2 separate regions of the Podarcis muralis genome follow, and region 1 is linked to region 2. The links are chromatin contacts, called in public Hi-C maps. All regions are on one chromosome and are shown on one strand. The core of a region is the stretch at or near the end of the contact, and the rest is flanking DNA. Distances in the headings are between cores, read along the strand shown.

Region 1 (5,755 bases), core at 1,874-4,373, 190 kb before region 2:
TAGAATTAGAAGTCAATATCACAAAGAGCAACAAACTGAATTAGTTATCCTTAAATAAAATATGGAAACATCTCAACTCCTTCCATTCCCTGTCTCCTCTGGCCGAACATAAATGGGTATATTATGGTCCAGTCCTAAAATTTCTTCCGTCTGTAACTGAGTGCACAAGATGGGTTGAACCAAATCACAACAGCAAAACAAACAAAACAGAAAACAAAATAATCACACTTTCCTGCATACTGATGTTGTGGTTATGTTTTGACCGCTCAAATATTTGGAATTTAATGCCTTGTCTCCTTGCCTTCACTTACATATATCTGAAAATTAAAAAACAGTTATGAGAAGAGAGAAGCAATCTCATTTATATTTGCTAATCTTGCATATTATTGAAGAATTACAAGCAACCACACGTCATGTGTGAAATTACTGCAATGTACCTGCACGTGCAACAATCATTTATTAGTTTGCTTTTTAAGATATTTACATACTGCCCTTCACTATATTTACAAACAAGATAAAATAAAAACTACATAATAAACAAAAGCATTAACATCATTCTCACAAGTTACATAAACAGCATAACTTAAAAACACTGTTGAAATGGCTTAACCCATTAGCCACTAAAAACCTGGTGGAAAAGGTAGGTTTTCAACAGGCATATGAAAGAACAGAGTTGTGGGAAGGTAATTCCAAAGATGCGAAACCACCACTGAAAAAGACCTTCCACAGGTCGCTGCACTCGGCAAGCCATTAATACAAGAATCACTAGGAAAGTCTCTTCCACTGATTTTAGTATGTGGGCAGATGGATATAGGAGAAAGCGTTTTCTCAGATATTTGGGATCCAGTCCATTCAGAGCTTTAGATATCAACTTAAGTCCTTCAGTTAGGCCCAGAAGATAGCTGGCAACCAGTTGCTTCTGTCTGAGAATGGGTGTTATATACACAACAACCCCGCTACTCATATCAATATTCTCGCCACCGCATTCTGCATTAGTTGCAAATTCTGGAGAGCCTTCAAGAGTTGGAAGACCCATATAAAGTGTATTATAAAAGTCCATCCTGGAGGTTATTAGGGTTTGGATAACTGTAGTCAGGCTATTCCTGCCCAGAAAAAGCTGTAGCTGATGGACCAACCTAAGCAGCTGTTGAGGTCGCCTTAGCTTCAAGTGACAATGATAGCTCTAGATTGAACTCCCAAACCACACCCTTGCTCTTCAGTAAGTGCAATACCATCCAAAACATGTTGTCTGACCAAATCCCAGACATGGTAACCCTCGAAGCACAGAGCTTCTATCTTGGTTGGATTCAACTTCAATTTCTTGATCCACATCCAGTTCAATACAGATTGCTGCTAATGAAAGTTTGTGCGCAAAAGGCTGTTGTTTTTGCAAAGAAGGAAGCTCCACCCAAATCATTTTTTTAAATTATCATATTTGCATACTGTCCTTTATCTGAAGATCACAGGGTGGTTCACCACATAAAAATAAGTTAAATTGGGCTAGATGAAACACATTTGAGCCCCTTTTTTTGCTTTTGCCATTTTTGCCATGTCAATACAGATGAGAATTCAAATGGAATTGTTAATGTGCATGAAAGCCAATGTAGGTTTAGATGGAGGTTCCACTCACAAGGTGTCACCAGGGCCGTCTTACCCATAGGTAGTAGGGATGTGGGGCACCCGGGCGCCGGGCTCTCAGGGTCGCCAGGCCGAGAGTCAGGGGCCTGAGAGTTGAGTCTGGGGAAGAGCCCGCCTGTCAGTTGGGCTCTCCTGCTGCGGGCGGCTGATGCTAAGGCGGCTGGCCAGCTCCACCCTCCTGCATGCCTGGGACTGGGCAACCAGGATGGGGGCGCACCAGGCAGATCTTTGCACCCCGGCACTGCATATGCTTAAGACAGCCCTGGGTGTCACAAGACCTTTGGGACAAGCATGCTTATTTAGCTATGGGATTTGAAGTATTTGTGTTCCTACCTCTCCACTCTAACAACCCTTAGGAGAATTAGATCAAAGCTACAAAGTATTAAGCATGGAGATGGGGGGGAAATTATCTATTTCGAGAGAATATGAATTGGATGATACATTTTAACGCCATGTAATTTTGTACATGGGCATAGCCAGGGTTTTTGTTTGCGGGGGGCAGGCTATTGTTAAGGGGAGACAGAACCTCAGATTTGTATTGATTTAGGGGAGGCAGCTGCACCCCCACAGCTACGCCCATGATTTTGTACACCTCGAAATTGTGTTTTTTGGTATAAAGTTTACAGGTTTCTAGTCCAGACAGCATTGCAGAGGAACCTGCCAGGCCCAGCGACTCAGGAGGGCCCCGGCCAGCTGAAGCACCCCAAGGAGATGGTAGCATCTCTTGGGTGGTGGGAGACCCTCCTCCGCGCTGCAACCGCCTGCCTTCTCCTCAAGACAACTCCGGGGCAAAAGCGGCGCAACAAAGCAGATGCGGCTACTCGTGTGCCCACGAAAAACAGGCAAGTTAGCGGCTGCAAAACACTTAAAGTAAACAGCTGCCGCTGATTCGAATAGTTACTCTGGGAAGCGCCATGGCTGGGTCTCCAACGCAGCCCAGAGCAGCGCGGGGGGGAATTGGAGGCGGCGGCCTCTTGCTCAGCTGCGCTTATTATATTATTATAGTGTTCTCGAAGCTACTAACATGAGTTTGACCAAACTGCGGGAGGCAGTGGAAGACAGGAGTGCCTGGCGTGCTCTGGCCCATGGGGTCACGACGAGTCGGACACGACTAAACAACTACAACCATTATATTATGCTGTTATTTGTGGGGAGCCGTCAGGGCCGCACGAAGCGGCAGCTCCAACTCGGTTGAGCAACCTTCCTCCTCTCTTTTAGATTGTATTAATAAAGGTGTGTGGGTTTTTTGTGTGTTACAAAAGCGCATCCATCGCCTCTATTTTCAGACCTTTCTACAGATCAATTATATATTCGAAGTGGGTGGCCTTAATGCAGCGTCCCCGTCGCCGCTTCAGACGTCGTTGAACTACAACTCCCATCATCCCTGGCCGCTGGCCCAAATCTGGCGGGAATGGGCGAGTTCAACAACAACTGGCGCCCCCACCGTGAGGCTCCTGCGTCCCTGAGGTAAAGAGGCAAGAGAGGCTATGCGGGTGCGCGCGCGCACACCCCTGCCTGCCTACGCGCGCTTTCCATCGCAGCCACGTCAGCTGTCATTCCCCCTCCCCCACACACGTCAGCCCTCCGTTTTTCACTGGCCGTCGCCGCGCGCGCGATCCCGTCCCGCGTGCCAGCGCGCTCTTTGTCTTGGCCGCGGCGGCGCCGTTGGGGAGGACTGGGCTGAGGCAAAGGGAAGGTGGGTGGTGGTGATGATAGGGCTGGTGAGGGACCTTCCCTCCCACCCACAACCCGGAATCGGCCTTCACTCGTGGTCAGGCACGAGCACGAAACACGGCTTTCGCCCCCCCCCACCCGCGTCTCGAGCGCCCTCATTAAACGCTCCGCGCTCGTGCACGCGCGCCCGCCTCCCCTCCTACTCCCGCTAAACGCCCGTTTATTTGCTGTTCTCCCTCCCTCCCCCGCGAGCCCGCCTTCCTCTCACGTGCCCCGCTTTTCCTCTGACCCGCCCCGCCCACCCTCTTCCTCTCGGCTCCATATTGAGGCTGAAGGAGGCTAAATCCAGTCACAAAATGGAGGTAACGTTTGTCGGCGCCGCCGCCGCGCGGGAAGGCAGGCAGGCAGGGAGAGGGTCCTGCAACGGCGGTTGCGGAGCGGGCGTGAGAGTGGGTGGGGTGGGGGTTGCAGAGGGAGCGGGCGCGTGGCGCGGCGCATGAGGGGCTCGCGGGAGGGAGAGTGATTGGCTGGCTCGGCTCCTGGCCTTCTCCCCATCCACCCCACCCCCCTTCCAACCACCTCGGTTCTTGCTTTATCCAGCTGCAAACAGCTAATTATCCGAAATGGCGCGAGAGGGCGGCGGCGGCGGCAGTTGGGCGGGAGAGGCTTCTGTTGGGCGCCATTGTAACCCTGTGGAGAAAGAGGCTCGAGTTTGAGCGAGAGTAGTCGCAGGAGGCCCTTTCCTAAGTTGAACCCAAACCAAAATCCTTCCTTCAACTCTGTCTTAGGCTTGAATATATATATATATGCAAATTACAACCCGTGACTTGATCCAAGTGCCTATCACTCGATGGTCTCGCCGGTTCTCATTCGACTTCCCGAGCCACTTGTGCAGCTTTCGCCTTTTTAAAGTTTAAAAGGATAACCTTTCGAGTAAAATCCCACTGACTTGAGCGCGACGACGAAACACATCCTGAGAACCTGGCTGAGGACAACCCCCCCCCCAAAAAAAAAATGTATTAGAATTTGCTATAGCTTTTAGCTACATAACCTGTGTGGTTTTTTTTTTAATGAAAATAAAATAGTTAACAAAAAAAAGCACCCAGTTCCTCCTCCACAGCAGCAGAACAGCTAAGACTAACTGCCTCCCATAAATCAATTATTCGGGTGCTTTCAGTTCTAATAATATTATGGGATATCTTGCACTTGTCCACGTGGCCCAATGGTGCTTGATATGAAAACACGTTCTCTCTCCCCCCCCCCCCAATAGTTCTGAATAACTGGTGGTTTGAGTTGATTTTGAATTGTAGCTGTTCCTAATTCTGTCTGTCTTGCTGAGTATTTTGGTGGCTGTCACTAAAGCCAGTGACTGGAGTTTTCTGGTTCATGCAAACAACCAGGCCTTCAAATGCCTCTTTAATAACATTATCTAGCTAATTATCTTTCTCTGGCAGCATGGTCAAAAGCCTGGCAGCTGAATTCTGAAAGAAAGTAATGGATTCAACACCCCATTGAGTGATTACAGTTTTGTAGATGAGTCCCCTTTATAAATTCATTCTATCCTATGCTTTTGATAGAATTACTTGCGAGAAAGCTCCATAAGGTTCCAATTTAATTTTTATTATATCCATTCTGTAGCCAAAAAATCAACATAAGGATGTGAATAAAATATCTTTTTAAGATTGGATCTGAGAAGACTTTCCAGACCTTGAAATCTTAAATTAGATTTAATTAAAACTGAACCTGATTGTGTAGCTTCAATGAAAGTCCTCCTCAAACCAATGCTGAACTAAAGTATAACAAGTATTTTTGTATGATGACATGCCAAATAATATTTTGCAAGTCTGGAGACAACTATCCATGATTAAAACCTGTGCACATGTAGACTTGAAATGTCAAACACATGTTGCTTCAAAAAAACTATAACAATGTTGTGCTCTACATTGCATTCTGGTTTTTGTTTTTTAAAATTTCTAGCTGACATACAGATTTTATCTGTTATTCTATTAAGCTTCAGAAACACTTGATCAGGCATCCCCAACCTTTGGTCCTCCAGATATTTTGGACTACAATTCCCATCATCCCTGACCACTGGTCCTGTTAGCTAGGAATCATGGGAGTTGTAGGCCAAAACATCTGGAGGGCCGCAGGTTGGGGATGCGTGCACTTGATGGTATAACACTTGCTGTTTTGTACATGAAAATTATAAATAACCTTCTGAAACATCTAAGTATTATTTATGTGACTTAGCAGTCTTGCCTAATCCTGTTTACCCGTAGCAGGAAAAGGGCTTTGTATTGTACCTGTAACAAGAACTATATGCTGTTCATGATACTAATGTTCTCCTTGGCCTTCTTGCTGAAATGAGCTATGCAGGGTGTATTGGGGCTTGCTTTTTTGCACTGTTTCAGGGTTTGCATTCTCTCTATAGCTTTGCTTATCT
Region 2 (5,876 bases), core at 2,565-5,064:
TCAGAGTCTACTCTGAGTATGACAAACATTGGATACAACTCTTAATATGATGAATCTGGGTTCCATGAAAATCTCCAGGGATCCAATACTCAGATTTACTTGCTAGTTTGGTTTCTTTTTTTAAAGACATATTTTCCATCTGCACTACTCTGGTTATATAGCAAATAACTCTTCACTGAAATGTATTTTTAATACACCATTGTGTCTTTCTAGTATACTATAGGGATTTGCCACACTTAAATACCCACATGTTCACTTCTCTGCCAGAACCTGCCATTGTTCAGTGGCGCATCACATTTATGAATCTGAGGCCTTTTCTTGTATTAACTGGGGGCCAGTGCCAAAATGGCATGGTGAGGAAATAGGATAACCTCTGCTGCATACCTGAGGCCTCTCACAAATGCACAAGCATACAATTTATCCACTTCAAAACTGGGGATCACAATAGGAGTTTTCATGCAACAACACTGCTCCCACACCATGCCATTTCAATATCCCAACACCCTGCCAATGACCATGGCCTAAATTATACACAGATCCTGAGACAAAAACATAGCTAAGGCTTTAAACTCACATGTGGGGAATATTTGGTCATTCTGTGCTTTGGTTCTACAGATGTTGCTGAACTTACAACTCCCATCATCCCTGGCCATAGTTACTGGGGTTGATGCAACATCTGGAAGGCCAAAGGTCTTCCACACCTGCTTGAAACTCCCTGTCTGAAAAAGGGTGGTCAGCAGTAGTGACATTGTACCACTAGGTGGCTGTTTCTAAGAGGCAAGTGAGGAAAGCTAAGGCACTGGACAACACACATTGCACTGCAGAAGCCATCAATAACAAACAAGTAGCATCATCAGGTCAGCCTGGGTAGAGAGACAACTGTACAGGCAAGGCATCAGCAACTAGGGCCCAGCCTGCAGAGGCCACAACAGTTTCCCAGCACAGCAAACTATAGCATGAAACCCCCAGGTTCCATCTTCTCCACCACATATCCAGTTACCTAGGGCCCCTTCCACACAGACTGCTTGTTCCAAGAATTGGTCCCCCTTGTAAAGTTTCTAGATAATGGAGGATCTTGTGTTGCTGCATTCTAGCTTCCTGTACTGGGATTCATAAGGTCTCATGACAACAAATGGTGAGGAAGAAACATAATATGTATACTAAATTTTTACCTTCGTCATTTATTTCCCTGAAGAAAACTGGCCGCCAAACTATTTGGTCTGTTGGATAAAATATGCGAACTTAGGTCCTACCAACTCATCCCTTGTTCATTCCAAAGTAATAAGACAACATTTGGATAGCACAACTTTCTACTTTATTTTGCAAAACTCATTCAATTTACTTTTGTTACATTCTTAAAATATATATCTGTAATACAACGTCTTAAAAGGAAAAATAGTAATTAAAAAATGAACAAGTGGAGCCCAATATTTCAGGGTTCTTTAAGACTCTAGTTCAAACTAGTGTCAAGCTAGTTCAATATTTCCTGCCGAGTTTGATAGGTATAAATATGCTACAATATTGAAGAAACAGCCTCTGAGGATCGTACCAGTTTTGTATTAATTTGATATAAAAAGCCCATTTCTATTTCAAACACTACAACAGACTAAATCGTAAAAACAAGAAAATGAAATATATGTATGTAGTATTTTGAATGGCCCCAGCACCTCATTGATTTTCTGCTCCCTGGCCATTTTGTATAGGAATGTCAGAGCAGTTACTTATTCCACCCGGTAACTTCATACATCAGTGCCCTCAGCTGCCTAGCTTCATAGGTAACAGTGTTCTTCCCTGTGTGCATTTTCTCTTCCTCAAGAGGTTGTTCAATAACAGCTGGGATATTTCGGCCATACACTTCACAGTGCTCGAGGAACTGGACACATTCTTGAATGACACTGTCACGTACCATGATCACATGCTTGCACATATTTTCCAACAATGACAGGAAACACCTTTTGGCATAATACCAAGTGTCTGTACCCAGCTTTTTATTGTAAGGCTCCAAACTCTTAATTACCCTTGAGATGCCAAAGTCAAAGTTCCCTTTGGCACAGTAAAGTGTCCCAATGACTAGGTTGACAATGCAGAGGTGATAGATCTTTTTATCGGGCTCATGGTAAGAGAGCTGCTCTTCTTCCTTTTCAATCTTCCTCATCAGCTCCTCTGCCTCTTCATTTTGACTAGTCATGATGTAGGAAACACACAGGTTAGCCAGCACAATGGCACTGACCTGAAGGATGTTATCATAGTGCTTCTTTACAATAGGCTCATAGAAACCAATGGCCTCTTTGTATTTGTTTTCTTGCATGAACAATACATGAGCCACATTAAGTTTCCACACTTCATGATCTTTGCAGAAGTCCACTGACTTGTGGAACATCTTCTCCAGCATGGGATAGTTTTCCATGTCCCAATAAATCTTGGCTTGAGCCATAAAGACAGGGACATACCTCTCCAGTGTCTCGTCATATTCATTAACTGCTTTCCTTAGAGCTTCATCATCACGATTTTTCCTCGATTCCTGCACCTCCTTGGTCAGCTTTCTCAGCTGCTCGGTCAGGGCCCCCGCCAACTCATCAAGCTTATGGAACGCCTCCTCAGGGGCAGTTTGGCAAGTGATCATGGCATCCAAGAAGTTGTACAGATAGGGTGTGAGAAGCTTATAGGTCAGGTGAGCGTTCTCGGCCAGCACATCCGCAGCCAGGTCATAGTACTGATACTTGCAGTAGAGAAGGAGCAGGTTCCCAAAAGTCTCGGGCGGGCAGGGGTTCTGCTGCAGAAGGAACTGCAGCTTCTCGAAGCCTTCAGTGGGTCGCCGGTCCATGTTCATCAGGGCTTGGTTGTGCAAGGTGACCGGGTCCAGCTCCTCCTCGGCCCGGGGCGGCATGTCCGTGAGCGCCTCTTGCGCCGCCTGCAAGTTGCACAGTTGGTACTCGATGGCCGCCTTGAGGTTGAAGGCCTCGACCAGGGCCGTGCGGTGCAGGAGCAGCGTGTTGCCCACGCTGCGGACGTCCAGGCCCTCGGTGTTGGTCCCCACGCTCAGCTCCGGGTGCTGCTGCATGCCGCGCTCGATGATATCTGCAATGTGCTTCAGGGCCGGGGCGTACTGCTTGGCGGCGTAGCAGCACAGCGCCATGTTGTAGGAGAGCTCGGGGCAGTAGCCCAGCACCTGCATGGCGGAGGCGAACTTGCTGCAAGCCTCCTCGTGCTGCCCTTCCCGGTACAGCAGGCAGCCCATGTTCACCTCGGCGTCGGGCAGCTCCGAGGGGTCTTCGGCGGCCGCGGGGCTGCCTTCCGTGGCGGCTGCCAGCTGCAGCTCCACCAGGGCCTTGGCGCTGGACAGGTCGCCCTGGGCATAGTGCGTGGCCGCCTGGAGGCGCAAGGCCCGGCTCTGGAAGGCCGGCACGTCGAGCAGAGGGAGAGTGGCGCGCAGGGACTCGGCGTAGAGGCCGGCCTTGTAGAGCGCCTGCGCGTGGTACAGCCGGTACTCGTGCAGCTCCGGGTGCAGCGCCCCGAGCTGCTCGTAGCACTCGGCCGCCGCCGCGAAGTCCTGCAGCTGGTAGTAGCAGTAGCCCAGCAGGGAAAGCCCTGCCCGGGAGCGGCAGCTCCTCTGAAGCTCGCTGCTGAGGATCCCCACCGCCTCCGAGAAGCGCCCGGCTCGGATCAGGCCGTAAATCGCCGCCGTGAACTCCCCGTCCGCTATGGGAGCCACCACCGAGGCCATCCCTCTCGAACAGGCCGCACGCAGGGAAGCGTTACCTAGGCAACGCGCCGCTGCCGGAAGCGGAAGCGCGTCGGCCAACGGGCGTCGGTTTCTGTGGCAACGGCTCTCGAGGAGTCAGTACCTCCAGGAAGAAGCGGCCTTCCCTTGCGCCCTCGGGTATTCACATTTTTGTTCTCAATTGTTCTTAATTTCCCGCCTCAGCGACGTCAGGCGATATGTTTTGAAACAAACAAACAAAATTTGCTAAAAAGGGGGGAGGGCGTGACGTAAATTGCGAGGAGCGTGGACTTCATCTCCCAGAATCGTAAGTGACGAGCATTCTGGGATATGTAGTTCCTTTCCGGAGAGGCGTTGGGAAAGAGGGGGCGCTTTTCTGGGTCACGTGACGTTGGAATAGCGGGACTCGCCTGCCCGCCCTGCTGTTTTGCATGTTGGCTCTGTGGCGGGCGGGCTTGAGCATTGCAGCTGTGGGGCTTTTTGAGTTTGATGCAAAGGAGAACAGGGCTCGGTGGGAAGGCTTAGCTTTAAGGGTCGGGCAGTTCCTTCGTTTGCCTGTTGGATTGTCTGCGTGCTTGTACAGTAGTTATTTACGCCATGACTGCCCGTCCTTTGAGCGCTAAAAGGGGCAGCTGGAAATAAAACTGGCGTATAATTGGGTGGGTCGGCTGAGAGACTGTGGCTTATGAGAAACCTCTAATGTAAGCTGCTCTTAATATCCCGCAGAATGGCTGGGCGGGAATGCTGGGGCTCCGTGAGAGGCTTACAAGCACCCTGCAGTGTAAAGGTAAAGGGACCCCTGACCATTAGGTCCAGTCGTGACCAACCCTGCAGTGTAGTCCAGTGTTAATTGCCATCCATGTCGCATGTTGAGATGGGTGTCACAACCACCCCCCATATGTTAAAGGTAAAGGGACCCCTGACCATTAGGTCCGGTCGTGGCCGACCAGGGTTGCGGCACTCATCTCGCTTTATTGGCCAAGGGAGCCAGCGTACAGCTTCTGGGTCATGTGGCCAGCATGACTAAGCCACTTCTAGCGAACCAGAGCAGCGCACGGAAACGCCGTTTACCTTCCCACCAGAGCGGTACTTATTTATCTACTTGCACTTTGACATGCTTTCGAACTGCTAGGTTGGCAGGAGCAGGGACCGAACAATGGGAGCTCACCCCATCACGGGGATTTGAGCCGCAGACCTTCTGATCAGCAAGTCCTAGGCTCTGTGGTTTAACCCACAGCGCCACCCATGTCCTTTACCCCCCATGTTAGCAACGCCCCATTTCAGATGGGGACCAGAGCTGGCAGATAGCTGCTCATTAACAGCTCTCCAGTGAAGCTTTTAGAAACGGTCACCTACTTTATTTTCGCTGGTGAAATGAGCTTCATCCATCCTTTTATATTACAAACCAACGTTCTACTGTTTTAAACTCCTAATTTGCTCACAAACACCCATTGCCTGCGCATCTGGTCACTTTTGCTGGCTTCTAGCAAAAGATACCCCATACCTCCAGATGACAGAGAGAAATCTCATCAAATTACCACCATCTCTTTCATTCCCCAACTATTAAACTGAATCCAGGTGTCTTGTGTTCACTTCCTTCTGTGCAAATGCATCCTGCTTTTTACTACCTCAAGAGATATTGAAGATCTGAAATCAATGTTTAAACCAGTGTGTGTGTTACTTACTGTAGTTCTACAGTTCTATATGAGTGACAGAAGTTGTGCCTATTCACATTCCCTCTAACACAACAGCTAAAAGTACAGGGGCTTGTTCTTCCTTTGTAACTGATCACCCATTGAGATAGTAGTGTGAGGTAAAAGGGGCAGGGAGAGAAGAGATCGGGAGGGAACTAAAGCATGAGTAGAATAATAAATTGTAGAGTTGGAAGGGGCCTCGAGGGTCGTCTAGTCCAACCCCCTGCAATGCAGGAATGTAAAATTTTGAAAGGGCTGATAAGCAAAGGATCTTCCCTTAGAGTCCACTAATCTTTTACCTTTTCAAAATGTTTATCCAAACAAGTTTTACTATCTGGTTATTGTACCAATATGCCACTACTTTGTTTAGCAATAATATGCTCCTTATCCCCTGGAGGACTACCATGGCTTAGTTTCTTAGTCTTTTAGGCACACACACAGTTATAAGAAGTCCATGCAAC

What was found. A called contact is a pair of places that touch in the nucleus more often than the background predicts.
Region 1: a contact with region 2 is called in a Hi-C map of tail, with 2.7 times the contacts expected there. The contact joins the promoter of HNRNPA3 here to the promoter of IFT70B in region 2. A contact is called at or near these places in 2 of 3 Hi-C or Micro-C datasets (blood and tail).

The regions. Positions count from the first base shown.
Region 1 is chr1:114,052,454-114,058,208 of rPodMur119.hap1.1, reverse strand. It overlaps HNRNPA3 (heterogeneous nuclear ribonucleoprotein A3), which reads left to right and starts at 3,123. Exons shown (of 15, transcript XR_013390308.1): 1 at 3,123-3,334.
Region 2 is chr1:113,866,011-113,871,886 of rPodMur119.hap1.1, reverse strand. IFT70B (intraflagellar transport 70B) reads right to left here and starts at 3,814. Exons shown (of 1, transcript XM_028748635.2): 1 at 1,293-3,814. The coding sequence starts at 3,724. The coding sequence ends at 1,718.